2 separate regions of the Mus musculus genome follow, and region 1 is linked to region 2. The links are chromatin contacts, called in public HiChIP or PLAC-seq maps. All regions are on one chromosome and are shown on one strand. Each heading gives the region's core, a stretch centred on a gene start, on an enhancer-like site or on the middle of the called end of the contact. The rest is flanking DNA. Distances are from core to core; before and after follow the strand shown.

What was found. HiChIP or PLAC-seq counts read pairs in DNA pulled down with a chosen protein or histone mark.
Region 1: an HNF4G HiChIP or PLAC-seq map of pancreatic cancer cells shows a contact between it and region 2. The contact joins two enhancer-like sites. A contact is called at or near these places in 2 of 484 Hi-C or Micro-C datasets (CD4 T cells and liver), 9 of 115 datasets of contacts at active chromatin or transcription factors (the HPC-7 cell line, Th17 cells, embryonic fibroblasts and 6 more) and 1 of 9 other capture datasets (adipose tissue).

Annotation. Positions count from the first base shown.
Region 1 is chr17:31,964,344-31,967,778 of GRCm38.p6, forward strand. The region is part of intron 7 of Hsf2bp (heat shock transcription factor 2 binding protein); the gene reads right to left. Among named protein-coding and RNA genes, the nearest start is that of Gm30571, 54 kb to the left of the region's middle. Within about 2 kb of position 1,523, at least 93 of the 459 cell types and tissues checked have an H3K27ac peak or open chromatin away from gene starts, as enhancers often do. A contact at or near this core is called in adipose tissue, fibro-adipogenic progenitors and pancreatic cancer cells, where this site is marked.
Region 2 is chr17:31,872,805-31,876,367 of GRCm38.p6, forward strand. No RefSeq gene overlaps it. Among named protein-coding and RNA genes, the nearest start is that of Gm30509, 3.5 kb to the left of the region's middle. Within about 2 kb of position 1,412, at least 67 of the 459 cell types and tissues checked have an H3K27ac peak or open chromatin away from gene starts, as enhancers often do. A contact at or near this core is called in adipose tissue, fibro-adipogenic progenitors and pancreatic cancer cells, where this site is marked.

The DNA.
Region 1 (3,435 bases), core at 273-2,772, 92 kb after region 2:
TATTGGTGTTCAGTTCAGGAAATTATCTCCTGTGCCAGTGTATTCAAGACATTTCCCTACTTTCTCTTCTATTAAATTTAGTATATCCAGTTTTATGTTGAGGTCTTTGACCCATTTGGACTTGAGTTTTGTGCAAGTTGATAAATATGAATCTATTTGCATTCTTCTACATGCAGGTATCTAGATAGACCACCAGCATTTGTTGAAGAAGCTTTTTTTTCCCCATTGTATGCTTTGGTTTGTCAAAACTCAAGTATCCATAGATATTTGAGCTTATTTCTGGCTCTTCAATTCTAATTCATTGATTAGCCTGTCTGTTTTTATCCCAATACCATGAGGTCTTTATTACTATTGTTCTATAGTGCAGCTGGAAATCAAGGTTAGTGATACCTCCAGAAGTTCTTTTATTGAATAGGATTGTTTTAGCTATCCTGGGTTTTTCGTTTTTCCATATGAAGTTGATAATTGCTCTCTCAAGCTCTGTAAAGAGCGGGGTTGGAAACCTTATGGGAATTGCATTGATTCTGTAGATTGCTTTTGGTAAGATGGCCATTTTTACTATGTCTTCTGAGAGGTTTCATTCAGCAGCTGATGGAAAGACAGATTCAGAGACCCACAGCCAAGCTCAGGGAGTCTTGTGAAAGAGTGAGGGGTAAGGTAGAAGGATGGAAAGAGCCAGAGGGGTCAAAGACACCACAGGAAGACCTACAGAGTCAACAAACCTGGACCCTTGGGGGTTCACAGACTGAACCACCAACCTTTCAAGGAGCATGCAGGGGTTCAACCTAGCCTCCCCCCTCCCCACATTTGTAGTAGATGTGCAGTTTGGTCTTCATGTGAGTCTCCTAACAACTGGAGTGGGGGTGGGGAGTGGGGTGGGAGGGGCCTTTCTCTGACTCTGTTGCCTTCCTTTGGATCCCTATCCCCTAGCTGGGCTGCCTTGTCTGATCTCAGTAGGAGAGAATGCACTTAGTCCTGCTGTGACTTGATGTGCCAGGGCAGGCTGGTACCCATGGTACTTCTGAGGAGAAGGAAAGGGAGTAATGGGGGGAGGGTGTTGTGAGGGTACACCTTGGAGGAGAAGAGGGAGGGGGGCTGTGATCAGGATGTAAAGTGAATACATATATAAATTAATTCACTGTATGAGCAATACTCAGAGTAAGGCTCATTTACCCTGTAAGTAAAAGGCCCCTTTTATGTGAATAAGGCAACTACAATACAAATATAAAGAAACTGCAGGAGGAACAAAATAACTAGGTGTTGGACCCAGCACAGGCCCCCAAATAGCAGTGCTGCTGACAATGTCCTCAATGACACAGTCTGCCTCAGCTCAGGCTGGACTCTGACCAGGTCAACAGAAGGATCGCTGTGGGCAAACAAAAGCCTAAACTCCACATTCCTCAGAACCCTTGTAAAGTTGCTTTCTGTTTGTTGGGAAAAGCCATCACTTCCCTTACCCACCCCTTACAGCCAACTGCCTCTGGCAGGAGCATCTAGTTCCTGATTAACTCAGTCAGACAAACCTGTAACAGATTAAAGTCCCTTGGTACTTTCCAGGCTATTCTGGCCCACATCAGACCTCCCCTTGCTCTAACTTGCAGGCTGTTCTGGCTTACATGCTTCCCTCCCTCACTGCTAGCTGTCTCCTTAAAACTAACAAGACTTCTCCCAGCGTTTTGGCTGTTCTACCCCCTACTTTGAGACAGCCTGGAAGTTAGATTCCCCACTAAACCTTTCCTTCTACTTGTGGAGTGGTCTAGGTAGAGTGGTCAGCCTACTGGTGGTTCCACTGCACCCTCGCTGACACTGGGCATGCTAGAAAGAGCTTTGTGGACCCCTGGAAAGGATAAGACTGGAGTCATGAGATAAATACAGCCAAGGGTACAGCCAATAGGGATAACCTCATGATGACTCCATAAGAGCTCAGTCACTGTGACAATAGTTGAAGGGAGGGAAACTATCATAGACCATGTATATAGAAGAGTAATACAGAACTCAGTCCCAGTCACAGAAACCTGGCACTTAGAGACAGGTGAGGCAATATGATGAAGGATCACCAAACAAAGGGGACATGCTAGGACTGTCTCACACAGAGGGGACATGCTAGGACTGACTGTCTTAAAAGGGTCTATAGGACCCCTGCCTTTAGAGGCCTTGCTCCCTCCCAGAACTCATGTGGGAATCTAAATGCCATTCGTGAGTTGTTAGTAGTGTTAAAGTGTAAATAATATACTAATTGCTTTTAGTGGTAAGGCCTTTGGGAATTAATTCAATCATTAGTGACTGAACCCTGGTAGCTTCGTAAAAGTAGATAAAGACACACATAGACCTGAGTTGTCTATTACAACAGGATGCAGCACAGGTGTTCCTTACCAGAACATTAACAGAGCTGTTAAGGCATTGACCCTCAAACCCATGAACCAAAATAAGCATTTTCAAAATTTACAAATTAACCTGCCTTGGGTATTTCAGTGTAGTGACAGGTTAATACAATGGTTTTAAAGCAGCCACCATGAGAGTTCCTCAATGAACAAAGGTGTAAAGTCTTAAAAATGATCCTAGCAAATAAAGAGAAAGTATACTTAGTAACAAAGCAAGCTAGAACTGAAAATACAATAACTGAGACAAAGTGGTTACTAGAGAGAGAATTAAAGGGCGAGGTGAAGAAAATCTGTGAGGGCCAGAAGAACGCCTCAGTGAGTAGAGTGTTAGCCAGGCAGGCCCAGCCATTCAGGTGTGACCCCAGAACCCACATAAAAAAGCTGCCTGTGCTAGTTCACATCAGCATGGTGGCAATGTGTTCCTATGCACACAAGCACAGAAAAACAAAGAAATGAAAGATGAGTGGAGGAAAAGACAGGAAAATGGAATGAAGCAATGTGAGCTAGCAAGAGAAAGATGACATTAAAACCCCAAGGGAACTGGTAAGACACAATGTTCACAGCTCTGTAGAATGAGAGCAAAATGAGGAAGGCTGGAAACAGCTGGGAAACACTGACAGAGCATGTACCTGATTAAGCCAAAAAACAGGGTGCCAAAACACTGAAACACGCACTATGATCCAGAACATACCCAAACCTTGGGAGTCTATGCTGAACATAAGAGAAGTGACTCCTAAATAGTGGGCTTCTCAGAGGAAATGATGCTGCACTTCCCACACATTGAACAAAAGAGAACTGTCATTTTAGAGACCTGTTTCCAAGGGAACAGTCTTTTAATGTGAAGGGAAACTCTAGTCATGCTCAAGTGAGGGAAATGACTAGATAACACAAAGACTTGTGTAGGCACACTCCAGCAGCATGGGTCACAGCTTATGACCCAAGTGCACATCGGACGACGAATGCACACATGCTGGGCATCCATACTGTAAACATAAAGTGCTGACCCATGTTATAACAAGGATAAACTTTGAAAATGTTGATGGAATGACATCAT
Region 2 (3,563 bases), core at 162-2,661:
ATATAAGGAAGGAATGAAGAGAGAGGGAGGGAGGGGAGGGGAAAGAAACGTAACCAGGGAATCTCCCAAATGCTAGTAACCGAGGGCCTCTACGATAGTGTGCCCTGTGGGCACAGCTTCACACCGCACCCCTGGCTCACACAGAAACACAGGGAGCCAGAAGCAGGTGGAAGGAGGCTTCAAGGAGCTCCTTCTCGAAGGTGAGCAACCTGCTCTCTCAGGGGTGGGTTCCAGTGTCACCTCTGAGGGAGACTGGGACAGTGTGGCTTCTCTTGTGAGTCCCATGCAGAGTCACACACTACTAGGTGAATGAGGCAAGGCACAGACACTTGGAATGTGTTCGTTTGGGGAACGCTAGCAGTGGGTAGCCTCAGGGTCTAGCTGTCTGTCCTCTCTCTCTTTTTATCTGTAGTTCCTCAGATCTCTGGGCTGATGCCCTCTACTGCTCTCTACCCACACAGGACTGAAACAGATGCTGGCCTTCCTATGCCCTGTAGGGGAGGGGCCCCGAACAAGACATGCCACACTAAAGCCACCAAACCACAAACACTTTGAAGGAGTAATGGGAGAGAGAGAGAGAGAGACTCAGTTTGAAGTCATTGGTTAGTGTGAGGTTGGGGGCTGGGACACTGAGGAGCCAAGTCACCTATAGAATGAGCGTGGTACACTCAGTCACCATGAGTCTCCCAGCAAGTACCTTCACCAGTTCAAGAGGGTCCCCTGTTCCCAGCACCCTGTCTGTTGTAGAAGTCAGTGTTGGACAGGATGTGGCAGGCATCATCAACTCTGCAAGACTCCTTTTATGGGGAAGCCTTGGATCCTCGGTTCGAGAAAGCCCCGTGTAAGGCTAGGGACAACCAGGTGCTTCCTGGGGGTCTCCGAGGACGTCAGCCCACACCATGGTACTATGTTTGCTGCTAGCTTTGGTACCTGGACTGCAGCCTAGTTGGCTTACAAGGCCACTGTCTAATGGATAGTACACAGAGGAGCCTCTGTGCCTGTTTCCATGTTTGCATTTCTGTGTGCACCCATGAATCTGTGTACATACGGGTATGTTTGTACATACGCAGGACTGTTTGTGTGCTTTGTGTTTCTATGTCAGTGGCCGTGAACGTGTGTGTTGCCGTGTGTATATCTAGACTTGCAAAACACCCAACCCCACTCACGTATAGACACTTACGCATATAATGTACCAAATGAGGGTAAGAATGTTTCTTTTATTTAGCCTGGAGCCTCGAGAGAGCACCCAATTGCTGGGGTGACCCGTGGAGAGGTCAGGATGAATCAGACTAATTGGAAACGAACAGGAAAGGGTGAGATCATCATGTTGGATGTGACAAAGCAGCAGGGAGGGCGAGGGTCAGCACTGTGTACTAAACTCCACAGCAAAATAAGATCCAGGAAAGTGGCAGCAGCAGAGAGCCCCGCCCCCTGGACACAAGCGGAGGGAGAGCTCCAGGCAACTAGGCCAAAAGTCCCTCTTAGTGACCAGTCCGCATGGCAAAGCAGGACACTTTAGGTACTGTTTTGGCCAAGGGATGGTGACACACACACATCCATCAGAGAAGTTCTTTCTCCGCTTCCAGACTGCCCTATCCTTTGTGGCCCGCCTTCTCCTACCCCATCAGCCCTGGGCAGTTTATTAACTTGGACAGACCCAGAGCCACACAAAGGGGCACAGGTGTTGCTAATGAGGTAAAAGAAGATGGTTTTATTTGCTCTGTGCCCATATGTCCCTGCTTGATGGCAGTCTGCACTCAGCCAGTCTAAGACCCCAAGAACAATGGCCAGCCAGCAGGACTAGGAGCTGGTCATGTCTGCCTGCCATCACTGTAGGGCTGTAAAACAGAGCTCTACCAATTCCTCCCTGGGGCCCCGGAGTGCAGACGCTGTGGCACATAGCAGTCAGCTGTTCTCGAAGCTTCTCTGTCCGTCTATCTCCACATGCCTGTCGGGGATCGACTAGATCCCTGGGATGGACTCCAAAACCATCTTCCTTTACCCCGTGTCCATCTGTCCGTCTGTCTCCACATGCCTGTCGGGGATCGACTGGATCCCTGGGATGGATTCCAAAACCATCTTCCTTTACCCCGTGTCCAGGCTCAGACCTGCCCTTTGGGGGCCCTGCACTAAGCCAAGTTCTGTGTGGACAGCACAGGCAAAGCTCAGGGCAAGGTGAGGGTTACAGGGCCACATGGGTCTCCTGGTGTCTGGCCTGTTTTGACCCCAAAGTCAGAGCCATACTGGGACGAGCACTGGCCTCTCCTCTGCCTCGTTGGCTCATCCAGACAGCAGAAGTTTACCAAGAAGGGATGACCCAGAGACCAGATGGGTGGTGTGGGCAAGGGAGGCAGAAACGAAGCTCCAGTCAGCCCCTTTGTCCACGCAAGGCCCTTTTCAAGGACTTAGCACTACCACTCTCAAATACTGTCTGTCTCTTCCTTTCCCAGGGCTGAGCCCATTGATCCCATCTGAAGCTGGAAATGATGTCAGCTAGAATTAATGGCTGCTTTATCTGTGCTAGAGCTACGGAATGTGCTAGAATTCAGATTGGTGATGAAGCCATCCCCGGTTGCTGAAAGTAATTCTCTGCCTCCAGAGAGGCCTTGAGAGGAAGCCCAGTGTTGGGTATCCCCTTATCTCTAGTCATAGCACTATCTGTCTGTCTTTCGGCCCAGCCAGGCAGAGCATGCTGGGAAAATCCCATCGGCAGCTGCATCTCCTCCAGTGTGACCACTGGGGTTTCCTGGGGGAACCCACCTGAGGAAGTCTGGCTCATTAAAATCTAAATTGAAACAAAATGCAAATTCCTGAGAAGTCAGTCTAGGTTTCCAAGAAGTTCCAGTGTGGTCTGACAGACGTTCTTTGATGCGTTCTGCAACTCACTCCAGCTGAGGTCCAGTGGCATGCCAGGCTCGAGATGGGGTAGTTCTGACTCTGCATCCCGAGGGGACAAACAGATGACTTGAACACCGGGTGCCTCAGGGGACCGGTGATGGCTGTCTCACATACAAAGCCACCAATTTGAGCCATGTTATGTGCTATAGTTTGGCATCCCTGACAGCCAGAAACTTGCAGAGCACCCTGGGGCAGGACACATCAGGCAGAAATCATTGTGAATTCCACAGAAAGCAAGGTGACAGATGTGGCAGCATTGGCAAGAAGCAGGGTCTAGGTACTCGCCACCACTTTATAGAGATGGCAGATGAGCTTCCTGGGGCTGCAGAACAAATGGCCACAAAGCCAGGTGTGGTGGGCAGGCCGGTGATCCCAGTCTACCCACCCATGAAGGAACTCACCCCCATGGGGCTTCAGAGGCCTTTGCAATGCAGTCTATAGAGCCCATTCCAGTCCATCACCCTGACTCTATCAACAGAGGAGGGAAATATCTCACTCCAAGGGAAAGAATGATTCAGAATCTAGCACCTGGGAGAGGTGCAAATGTCCTGAGGTGATAGAATAAAACAGCATAAACTGCGGGCTCCAACCAGGTTCACTGTCTCATGTATTCTGAGGCCGGACGTCCAAGGTCAAGCTGGCTTAGGGCTGGGTCGCCTGAGGTA